2 separate regions of the Rattus norvegicus genome follow, and region 2 is linked to region 1. Evidence: chromatin contacts called from public Hi-C data. All regions are on one chromosome and are shown on one strand. Each heading gives the region's core, a stretch centred on a gene start, on an enhancer-like site or on the middle of the called end of the contact. The rest is flanking DNA. Distances are from core to core; before and after follow the strand shown. Region 1 has its middle 35 kb from the start of Rnu6-1168. Region 2 overlaps Swap70 (switching B-cell complex subunit SWAP70).

Evidence for each region. A called contact is a pair of places that touch in the nucleus more often than the background predicts.
Region 2: a Hi-C map of Schwann cells shows a contact between it and region 1, with 7 times the contacts expected there. The contact joins two enhancer-like sites. A contact is called at or near these places in 12 of 12 Hi-C or Micro-C datasets (the A7r5 cell line, the Rat2 cell line, Schwann cells and 7 more) and 1 of 1 datasets of contacts at active chromatin or transcription factors (oligodendrocytes).

What each region holds. Positions count from the first base shown.
Region 1 is chr1:173,647,903-173,653,876 of GRCr8, reverse strand. No RefSeq gene overlaps it. Among named protein-coding and RNA genes, the nearest start is that of Rnu6-1168, 35 kb to the right of the region's middle. Within about 2 kb of position 4,141, at least 66 of the 93 cell types and tissues checked have an H3K27ac peak or open chromatin away from gene starts, as enhancers often do. A contact at or near this core is called in Schwann cells, where this site is marked.
Region 2 is chr1:173,748,687-173,754,660 of GRCr8, reverse strand. It overlaps Swap70 (switching B-cell complex subunit SWAP70), which reads right to left. Exons shown (of 12, transcript NM_001106288.1): 7 at 4,766-4,947; 8 at 1,447-1,554; 9 at 36-202. Among named protein-coding and RNA genes, the nearest start is that of Swap70, 49 kb to the right of the region's middle. Within about 2 kb of position 2,295, at least 15 of the 93 cell types and tissues checked have an H3K27ac peak or open chromatin away from gene starts, as enhancers often do. A contact at or near this core is called in Schwann cells, where this site is marked.

The sequences.
Region 1 (5,974 bases), core at 2,892-5,391:
TTTAAAGATTTTTAAATTTTATTTTTATTTAATTATTTTGTTTTTTGTTTTTTTTGTTTTTTTGTTTTTTTGGGTTTTTTTTTTGGTTCTTTTTTTCGGAGCTGGGGACCGCCGAACCCAGGGCCTTGCACTTCCTAGGCAAGCGCTCTACCACTGAGCTAAATCCCCAACCCCTATTTTGTTTTTCAAGACAGGGTTTCTCTGTGTAGCCCTGGCTGCCCTGGAACTAGCTCAGTAGACTAGGCTAGCCTTGAACTCAGAGATCCTCCTGCCTCTGCCTCCCAAGGGCTGATATTAAAAGCACCCTGCTAAACTTTATTTTTAAGTGTGTGTGTGTGTGTGTGTGTGTGTGTGTGTGTGTGTGTGTGTGTAGAGGCGAGGCTAGAAGGGAGCCTTGAATTCCTAGTGCTAGAGTCCGGGTGAGTTGAAGCCCCCCAACATGGTTACTAGAAACCAAGCTTGGGTGCCCAACAAGAACACTATGTGCTCTTATCTCCTGCGCCATCACTGAAGATTCCCCCGTTACCTAAACGGACTCTTTAAGAGTAAAGTTAAAATGTATTAAAAGTGTCTCATGTAGCCCAGGCTAGCTACAAAAATTGCTATATAACAGAAGGAAGCTAGCCTTGAACTTCTCACCTGAACTTGCCTCCATCTCCCAGGAGCTGAGATCATAGGTGTGCACTCAACGCCACGACATGAGCTGCTGCAGACCCTTTCCCGGCTTCTTCATATCCGAGTAAAAGCCGACCAAAGGGTTGGGGATTTAGCTCAGTGGTAGAGCGCTTGCCTAGGAAGCACAAGGCCCTGGGTTCGGTCCCCAGCTCAAAAAAAAAAAAAAAAAAAAAAAGCCGACCAAAGGCCTTGTCTCTCTCTAGCCATATCCTTTTCTCCCCTCTGTTCTGGCCCACTCAACTTCTGTCACACTGATCTCCATCTATTCAAGCACGTCCCTACCACAGGGCCTTTGCATGTATATTTCCTTGTCCAGAAGGCACTTTGTGGGATTCTAAAAGCATTACTCTTAACACTTCCTGTCTTTATTCCAATGTCACTCACTTTATCAAAACGGCCTTCTCAACTACTCCCCACACAGAGTAAGTTCAGCCTCCATTGCCCTGCAGTCCCCACAGTAACTAAGACTCTGTCTTATCCATCTCTATATTCTCCAAGCAAACACTGGCATGTAGTTGATGCTCATTAATCAGCTGCTCAATGGATGAATGCAACAAATGTGGCTTCTGTAGAGAATTCAACACGTCACCATAGCCTAGAAAAGAAGAGGTCACTGTGTAAATTCTCTGAACATAATTATCATGACTCCACCACACACACACACACACACACACACACACACACACACACACACACACATGCTTGCAGCATATTATAAAGAGGTAGAAACTGGATTGGGTGGCAGTGATGCACACCTGTAATCCTAGCACTCTGGAGGCAGAGGCAGGCAGATCTGTGAGTTCAAGGCCAGTCTGGGCTACAGAGTGAGTTTCAGGACAGCCAAAGATACACAGAGAAACTCTGACTTGGCGGGGAGGAAGAGGTAGAGACTGTAAAACAAATCTGTTCCTAACACAGAGCTACATCCCACTATAATAGCAACACAAAGAATGCATCCATAGGAAAACCTATGTTAGAAACAACGCTGCAGGGGCTGGAGACACGGCTCAGCAGAGCGTTTGCTGATGTTGCAGAGGACCCAGGTTCCACACCCAGCAACTACAGGGCTGCTCACTCTCATCTGCGACTCCAGTTCCAGAGGAGCCAACACTCTCTTCTGGCCTCCATCGGCACCATGAGTACACGTGGTGCACTTACATACAGGAAGGCAAAACACACATAAAACAAAATCCACAAAATCTAAAGTTAAAAAAAAAAAAAAAGAACGTTATTGTGGTAAACTTGTAAAAAGAATTGAGTGCCTTTTTTTCCCTTTGCGATTAGAACAACCTGTGTTCTCTCTTTCTTTTTCTGTATCATAAAAATGATACATTTTAATCCCCCAGGCACTCTGAGGAAAATCCCAGCCTGTTGAAGTCAGCACCCAAGTTTCCCCAGGGACTCCCATGCAAGGAGGTGAGGAAGGGTCGTGAGCGGAACGTGTGCAAAAGACCTGTCCGTGCACTCGAAACTGAGTGGTAAGTGAGGCATAAAGCATTCGCATGACTAACGCTGGGGGAAAACCCACCAGAGAGCCATTTCTATTTAAATGCTAAAAATGCAGAAGTGCATCTTCTTGGGCCTAACATGGCTTTAAAAGGAAACGCCTGTGCCTCTGGAGTTTTCCGGGTGGAGATGGGGGCCATCTGTAAGGAGAGAGAGTGAAACCCAGGCTTTAGGGACTTTGCATGACTCCGCCTGGAGTGGCCAGGCCATAATCCAGGTCTAGGGCAGGGGTTCCTTTTCTGTAGAGTTCTGAATCTATAACATTGATTTTACTTCCTTTCATTTACTATTTATGTATTTGTTTAGAAGCACGGTCTCAAAGTGGCTGTGTAACCAAAGAAGACCTTGAATCTCAGGTCCTCCTGTATGTAGCCCTCCACTATAGACACCAGCCACTACACCCGGGTTTTGTATTATGGTCATACATTCCTAGCCGAGCACTGATTTGGGGCTTTTTTTTCCTTCAGAGTCTTACTATGTAGCCCTGGCTGTCCTGGAACTCACAGGGATCCATCCATCTGCTGGCCTCTGCCTCCCCAGTGCTGGGATTAAAGGAAGGGCTATGTCCACCCTGTCTACGAGTTGGACTTACCGCCAGTTGTGAAGTGGGTGCTGAGAACGGAACTCAGGTCCTCTGGAAGAACAGTAAGTGTTCTTATTCACTGAACCATTTTTTTTCCCTAGCCCTAGACCCACAAACTAAACTTAGGAACTCTTTAGCAATCAGAAAAACTACTGGACTTCTTTCCAAAAATACTGCACATCTGCCTAAGAAGTGAAACAGCTCCCACAGTTTCATGAGCAACCCTGGATCCTACTCATTGTACTGGTCAACCCCCAGGTTAAGGACCCAAGGTAGGCTTGAATAAATACAACGTCTTACAACGCATGCTGCTTTCCAAGCCTGTTTACAGACGGCGAAAAATAAGAAAATAAATAAATAAATAGGCATTCGTTAAAAGAAATACTGCCTTCAAACACTAATTACGTGTATTTACTACAGAGGCCGTGAACGTGGGCAAGATTAGGAAAGGTGATTAGTGAGTCCTTTAGTCCAGCAAGCGTACCCTAGATCCTGGAGTCTAGAGCTTCAGGGGTCAGAGAGACAATGGGACTTTGAGGGGTTTGTTGTGAAATAGGATCCACTGTAATTCAGGATAGCCTCAGATTTGCCATGTAGCAGAGGCTGGTCTTGACCTCTTGTCTTGTTTTCACCAAATGCTGCAGCCACTGCAAAGCTTACCTGTCTCTAAATTATGGCCTTGGATTGATTATGACTGGGTTTCCCAGACGTGGGTTGTCAGGGCATGATCAAACAGTACCCAGTGAAACCCAGGCCACAGGTGCAGTCCCTGGGGCACTCGGGGTGATCCTGCGGAATGTCCTGTCCGTGAGTGCCCTCTGCTGGGAACGCTTGGTCCCGCTACGAGGCTGCGGCTGCGCACTCGCACCGCGGGGCGGCCCAGACTTTTGGGGAGTGATGTATAACTTAACGAATTGCCTAGCCTCAGCGACTCCAGTACTGTGCTCTCCAATGTTGCTCATCGTACTTCCCTAGGTTCCCTGAGACCTTCTGCGTCCCATTGTGACTTTGACCACCAAACCGTACTCTAGGCTCCCAAGGCTAGTCCTTAACGTGTAGAAACATCGGTGCACAGCTTGAATATATGCAACACTGTTTCTCACGACTGAACCCAGTGTTCCTCGGCGAGAAAGGATGGCAGGCACCTCTGGGCAAGCAGCATTCGGTGCCTGGTACTCTCGATTTAGCAAGGCCAGCCCACCCTGCAGCAAGAAAAAGCAAATCCCACCCGGTGCTGGAGACTTGGCATCAGGGAAGCTATAGACTTGAGCAAAAGGACGCTTGGTGAAGCGTTGATCAGTGTTTGGGGCCCTTGCCTAGCAAGCCTGAGTCTCTGGGTTCCAAAGAACACCGAGACCAAGATGTGAGAGCCACGTGGTGGCTTTTGTCCGGTCTTCCAGGACCACGGGCGCCAGCAGGGGGCGAGAGGTTCCTTTTAAGCCCCGCTCATCTGCAGTTAAAAATAGAAGCTGAGATCAACTGAAAAGCATGAGACAGAGCAAACGTAGAGAAACTTGATCAGGCCGATATGAAGTAACATTTCCAAATTTGGAAGTAAGGCAGGTTAGCTCTCGCTCTAGGAAGTGAATGAAAACTTCGGGGGGGGGGGGGATTAAGTTCCATATCACACATCAAATGAACCCTCAGGGATTAAAATGATAAATATTAAAGACAAAGGCACGCAATATCAATTAGAGTAAAAGTTATTTCTGTGGATAAATATTGAATTCTACAGCTTTGAAATAATAAAATATTACAAAGAAATTCAAAACAATGAACACTAAACAGAGTTTTTTGTTGTTGTTTTTTTTTTTTTTTTTTTTTTTTTTTGTGGTTCTTTTTTTCGGAGCTGGGGACCGAACCCAGGGCCTTGAGCTTCCTAGGTAAGCGCTCTACCACTGAGCTAAATCTCCAGCCCCTAAACAGAGTTTTTAAAAGTAATAATAACAGCTTGAGAAAAATGTCTCTACCAAAATTCAAGCCGAGAATATCGCAAACGAATACAACTTTATACAGAAAAACAAACCAGAACTGGGTGGTGGTGGCACACACCCTTCAAGTCAGTACTTGGGGGTCAGAGGCTGTTGGCTTTCTGAGTTCCAGGCCAGTAAATTCCAGGACAGCCAGGACTACACAGTGGACTACTTGTAAAAACCAAAACAAACATACAAAACACACTATCAAACAACCTCCTCCCCCTTGCCAACATCCTACACAAAACATATACTGGTGAAAGCCTGTAATCTAGCATCTCAGAGCCAGAGTCAGAATGTGAGTTTGAGGCTAGCCTGAGCTACATACACAGCAAGACTTTAGCCCCTCCTAATAATACAATAATTTTAAAAATAGACTCGAGCTACATGTTTGCAGAAACTCACCTCCATTCTGTGGAGTGTATTCTATGTTTTATTCTCTAACTAGAATGAATGAATGAATGAATGAATGAATATATGTATATAATATGGCAGTACAGAGGGTTATCATATATATGTGAGTGTGTGTGTGTGTGTGTGTGTGTGTGTGTGTGTGTGTACTATATAAGACTATAATGAGTCACTAGGAAAACAACAGACACAAAAGTAGTATGCACTGGCTAATATCTGTAACTCAGAATTCAGGAGGTTGAGGCAGAAGATTTGTCCAGAGTTCAAGGCCAAGCCAGTATACATAGTAAGTTCCAGGCTAACAAGAGCTATTGAGTAATACCATTTCAACATCTCAAACAACAACCTTATATATATAGGCTCAGTACATAGGGTAATGTTTGTTATCCTTGATAATTAGAAAATTTCAACTCAAAACAGTCCTAGCATATTACTTTACATCCACTAAAGTGGCAAACAAACAAACAAAAAACCCCTTTTTGTGATTCTAAAAATCAAACCCAGGGCCTTATTTGTGCTATGAAAAGTAATTTAATTTTGTGTGGGTGTTTTGCCTGCATGTATGTCTGTGCATTATGTGAGTGCCCGGTACTCAGGAAGGCCAAAAGAAGACATTGGATTTCCTGGAGCGGGAGTGGCAGGCAGTTGTTAACTGAGTGTTCTTAACTACTTAGCTCTCTTGGAAGGTGGCAGCTGGAAGATCAGAGGTTTAAGATCAGCTACAGTGGCACTGTGTGTTCCGAGACAGCCATCCTGAGCAACACAGGAAATTGCCTGGGGGATGGGTTATAATGTTAAAGAGTGCTGGCGTAGATTTGCAGCATGA
Region 2 (5,974 bases), core at 1,046-3,545, 100 kb before region 1:
CAAGGCCCACGAGGGAGCTGCAAACCGATGTGCACCTGGCCTGAAGCTTGCGCACAGTCTCTTCATCCTGCCGGGCCTGCCTCTCGTCCTCCAGTGCCTCCTGCAGCTTTAGGTACATGTCTTCCAGCTCCCGAACTCGCTGCAGATACTGCTCCAGTTCAGAGGACTTCTGGGCAACCTGCTCCTCCATTTGCTGTCTGATCTGGAGGGATGAGAGGAGTGTGGTTTTGCTTAAATTGGGGTGACCGTCCCCAGGGCGAGGTTCCCACCGCACCTCTGCCTTTCAGCTAAGGGTGTAGGAAAAGGAATGTACAAACAGCATCCGTACTAGGAATCCAAGAAAATGAACTGCGAGCCAGCACTCACTCCCTCTGTGTGCTGTCCTTTTACTGTATATTTGTATTCAAGTCTAGAAAAAGTGTAACTTCTCTTTAGATTCTTTTCTGTCTTAAAGTCAGAAACCTCTTTTCAGATCTTAAGAAGAATGAACCTTTGCCCAGGCAGAGCAGCTTATGAGCTGCAGGCCCTACAGCCTCTACTCCTTCCCCACCCCTGGGCGCCAGTATACTCAACAAGTGCATGGCTTTCCCCTCTGGATTGAAGAGGCTTTAATCCCTGTCTTCAAAAACACAAAGACAGGGCTGGGGTTCAGCTTACTGGTAGAGTGTTTACTTCACATGTGTGCCCAGTACCCTGACACACACTGTCACACATTGGTGTACTTCTCTGCACCTTAGAATTATGTCACTAGCGTTAGCTCCCTGTGTCTGTGAGTCCTGAGAGCTCACAGAATAACCTGTGCAGGGAGCACACACCAATCACAATCACACTAGTGCTCAGAGAGACAGCAGGGAGGGAGGGCAGCTGGACATCACATACATCACATGCGCCTTCCTGAACACACGCAGGAACCTTGCCTCTAAGAACAAGTGACTAACACCAGATCGCGTTCAGACGCAGGGCCCAGCACAGCAGCACTCCATGAGAGACCTGTGCTCCGGTAACTGCCTAGCTCCAGAAAGCAACTGGACCTTGGTGTGGTCTGAACAGCAAACGGAGCTCAGAGCTGTGTTCACCTTGCTCATTACGGAGGAGAAATGCTGTGTGTTGAGGTGTCCTCTCAAACAGCTAGTGACTGCCCATACTACAAAGCTTTTGAGAATGAAAAGGTCCTGGTTGCCCCAGGATGACAGAGACATCTCAAAGCAAATGAGGACATGTAACCATGCTGACTAAGCACTCCTCACCCCACCACACACAATTCTGCTTTAGGGGTGTGGCAAACAAGGTGCCCATCCTCTTCCTCCACCTCTCAAATACACAGAAGATGCTTAAAGAATAGTCACAAACAAGCGCACGACTCCCCAGTCGCCACCACAAGGCACAGCAAAGCCAGGGTGAGGTAGCAGCCAGGCCTTCCTGAGCTGATCGGCCATTCTGACTTACCAGCTTCTCCCGCTCCAACTCTGTGCTGAACCTGGTCTGTAGCTCTACCTGAGTCTGCAGGCGCTTCTTTTCCTCGTCTGCGGCACGAGATGCTGCTTCCTCCAGTTTCTAATCAATCAATCAATCAACCAATCAATCAGAAACCCATTCCCAAAAAAAGCAAAACTGTTACAGTGGAAGAGAAAGTCTTGCTTAAGCATGTAACAAAACCATACGCTCAATAAAACAGAACTAAGTCAAAGCCGTGAGACACACTGGAATTCCATCCAGTCTGCCCAGTCAGCATATAAAACAAATCAGGTATGAATGCTTGAGTATAAACACTGTACACAGAGAATCTGAGGAGGCCACTGAAACATAACCATGTGCAACTACGCTCACACAGTTTGACCAAGTTCCGGAGCTTTCTATACAGTGCTGTCTCCTAGCACGCTATTCCTTACGTCTGTAACCAGAGTTCAGCTTCCAGGTAGGTGACACTGACAGCTTCCTCAGCACCCACACCCATCCTCAACCCCTCCAAGACCAACTGGTTTCAAAAAAACAAAACATATTAAACTCTGCAGGCCATGCCATCGCATATTCATCTAGGAAAACTCTGGAGTTGAGACTGTAGCTGTGCAGTAGGGTGCCTGCCTAGCAAGCCACGAGGCCCCACAGTTGATCCCCTCCACCCTCAAAGCAAATCACAAACAAACAAAAACACAGAAAACAACAACAAAAGATAATCAACTGGACCTTAGGACACAGACACTGGGGCATTTCAGGCACTCCCTCCCCTCCCCCAGGCAAGAAGGAGTGCTCCTGGCAGATGAAAATGAGACAAGGGCGCCCTCTGTCCTCTGCTCACAGCTCAGTTTACAGTAAGGGAGGAGCAGCTGCTGGGTTTTCATGAAGCTTCCCCAGGGTGGGGTCAAGGGCACTGGCAGGCAGAGAAGACAGGTCTGACCACCCTGGTCTCAACTCACTTGGGCAAAAGGTCCATGGAGAGAAGGAAGTAAAAGTGACAGAGGCTGTGCCCTCTGCTTGGTGGCAGAGGATCTTAAAGCAGGACTGTGGATGGCTCCAAGTCTGTGCTGCTGACTCCACCCAAGCTCACGAAACTTGCAATCCTCCTGCTTCAGCCTTCCAAGTGCTGGGGTTGTAGGTCTGTGCCATCACACACCCAGCCTTCCAGGGAAGTTTTGCTCAAGGAGAAAAGCAGGCTCTGCAGCCCTCACCGAACCTAACTTTGTTATGTGAGGCGTACAAACTAGATTCGGGCAGGGATTAGGAGTAGCCCCACCAGGAAGCAGCCAACCAGATTAGTTGAGCCTGACAGAAGCAGGAAGGTCTGGCTAGGCAGAGCCCTCTTTAAGACTGGCCTTGAGAGGAATGGCTCTGAAGTTAACCTCAGACTGTAAGCATTCCTAGGGTTCTGCAGAAAACATTATCAACCATCCAGAAACCAGTGAACTCTGGCAGGCAGTCAGGGGTGAGTGCACTGAAAGTGTACAGTAATAGGGAGGGGAGGGGAGCCTGCGGAGGGAGGGTCATTCCAGGCGACTGTGGCTGTGCACAGCCCAGCTTGCAGCCCTGAGGAGCAGACTGAAGGCCTCAAGGGTCCAGGAAATAGTCCAGCCAAGTCACTAAATAAATAACCACACAATGACAAGCTTCGGGTAGGGGCATCAGGATCAGTATCCATGGTTCCCACACCACCTTATCTTCTAAAAACATCCAGTTTTCAACTAAAAAAAGAGTATGAGAAACAGGAAAGTGTAACCCCTATGTGGGAAAACAGTCAACAGGCACTGCCTTTGAAGCAGCCCAGGAGGCATATCTACAAAGCCATTACAGTAAATATACTATAAAGAATGAAAGGAAGTCATGGTTAAAGACATAATGGAAGGAATAGCAAAATCCCACACGTGGAGAAAGCATATAGATAAAGAGGCTCCTTTAAGAGCCAAGTGGAGATTGCTGAGCTGTAATGTTCAAGAACTGACTGAAAAGTCCTCTAGAGGGCCGGGTAGAGCAAGAGGACAGTATGCACAGCATTAGGAGGCCAGGACGTGGTATGCCGAGCACGCCTATGATTCCTAACGTGGAGGCTGGAAACGGAAAGATCAGAAGTTCAAGGCCAACATCCCTAAGTAGAGCGCTGAAGGCTAGCCTGGGCTACAAGATCTTATTTCAAAAAATAATCAACCGGAGGGGCTCAACGGTCTACTTGGGCTACTACAAGACCTGCACTAAAGAGATACACAGAAATTATACCATCAGAAGGACAGAAAACCAAGCAAAATAAACAGCTCCAGAGAATCTAGGCACTTTTATACACAATATTCTGTTCAACAACATATGGAACAACTAAGAAGGGAAGAAAAATACTTGAAGAAATACACTGGGACTAGAGAGATGGCTCAGTGGTTAAGAGCACTGGCTTTTCTTCCAGAGATCCTGAGTTCAATTCCCAGCAACCACATGGTGGCTCACAACCATCTGTCATGGGATCTGATGCCCTCTTTCTGGTGTGTCTGAAGACAGCTACAGTGTACCTATATATAATACATAAATAAATCTTTAAAATAAAAAGAGACATTTAAAAATCTACACTGAAAATTTATCCAACTTAATGGAAAACCAAACCTTGGTCCACGTTCTATAAATTCTAAATAGGTGAAAATCAAAGGCAGCCAAACATGGTGGCCTCAGCTTTAATCCCAGGCAGAGGAAGCAGATCTGAGTTAGAGGCCAGCCTGGTCTATACAACACAGTTTGAGCCAGCCAGACTACATATTGAGGCCCTGAATTAAAAACAAGGACAGCAGCAGCCACACCTCCACAGTAAAAACCACAAAACGACGTTGAGAGCAGCTAAAAAAAAAGGACCTCCAGCTAACACCACAGCGAGTTAGTTCCCTTCAGAAACACATGACTCGCCATAGACAAAATACAGTTAATAAACTGAAACACGGATGTCTGGCGCGGCAGCTGACTGCTGAGCCTCCTGTAGCAGAGTGAACAGCACTGTCCAAGATGGCTCTTCCACAAGCCCAGCCCTCCTCCCTACAGATGTGGTTCAGCTTCTGCTTCTCGGTTCTACTTGTGTGTATCCCACAGGCATAGCCATGGTTCCAGTCTAAGCCCTTTAGCACCATCTTGAAGAGGACAGCTCTGAGCTTTACTCTACAAACACAGCTTGCTGGCCCCAGGGCTGGACACTTCCTGAGAACTCAGCTCACCAAACCGCTCTAACCTAGCGTGCATGAAGCCAAGATCCCGAAGCTGCGTGTGGCCTGCGTACTGAAGTGCTCCCTTGCTGTCCCGAGCCCACCTTCCGCACACTCTCCAGCTCCTGCTGCTTGTTTTCATTGGCCGCTTGGAGCTCCTTCATCTGCCGCTCCAGCTCCTCCTGCTCTGCCAGCAGCTTCCTTCGGAGCTCTTTCCGACGCTGGCGGGCTTCCTTGTGTGGTGGGGGGCTGCCCAGCTTCAACAGATGGATGGTAGAATGGATGGCTATAAGGAAAAGGAGAAAGAAGGGACTCATAGTCATAGATCTGAACTGGAATAATATCGAACACCACACGGGGTGAGATGTTGCCAGTGAGCGGGGGCTCAGCCGGAGTGGCATCGTCTTCTCCAGCTCCCACATGAGAAAGACGTGCAGTAAAGTCTTCCGAGTCCAGGTCCACAGCTGTGCACCTGTGCTCACGGACACTCCACACTGCCCTCAACCCTGCTGTCTATGGTTACCAAGTGCTGATACCACATACCTGGCTTTCCTACTCCCCGAAAAGCTAAAAAAGGACAGGCAAGATGAATCAGTGTGTAAAGACGCTAGCTTCGCAAACCTGGACCAGTTTAGTCCTTGGGGCCCACACATGAGACAAAGCATGAGTGCCCATACACACACACCATAGGCATACATACACATATCAACAGTTTTTAAATGCCAAATAAAATTAAGACACACTAAGGGCAGAGAATCAAAGTTCTTAGCATCTGGTGTGCAGTCTATTACACTGATTCTGCCCTCAGCTATGTCTATGAAACAACTTCCCTCCCTATATGTGAATACATATCACAGTAGTCACCATTTACTGAAAATCTACATATAGCATAGCACGCAGAGACTTCATAAGACATTACATTTCATATAAAATCTCATTTCTTTTTCTGCTTTTTAAAAAATTTGTCTTATGTATATGAGTGGTTTGCCTGCATGTGTATATGTGCACCATGTGTGTATCTGATCCCCGAGAAAGTCAATGGAGGGTGTCAAATCCCCTGGGACTGGCGTTAAGGATGGTTGTGAACCATCAGGTAGGTACTGAACATCGAACCCTGGTCCTTTAGAGGAGCAGCCAGTGCTCTTAATCACTGAGCCATCACTCTAGCCCCTTTTCTGATTTGACTCTAACTGAAGTTGACCTGAAACCTATTATGTAGTGCAGACTGGCTGTGAACCAACTGCAATCTACTGCCTCTGCCTCCTGGGTGGTGGGATCACAGGTATGACCTACCACACCTGGCTCTCGGTGTT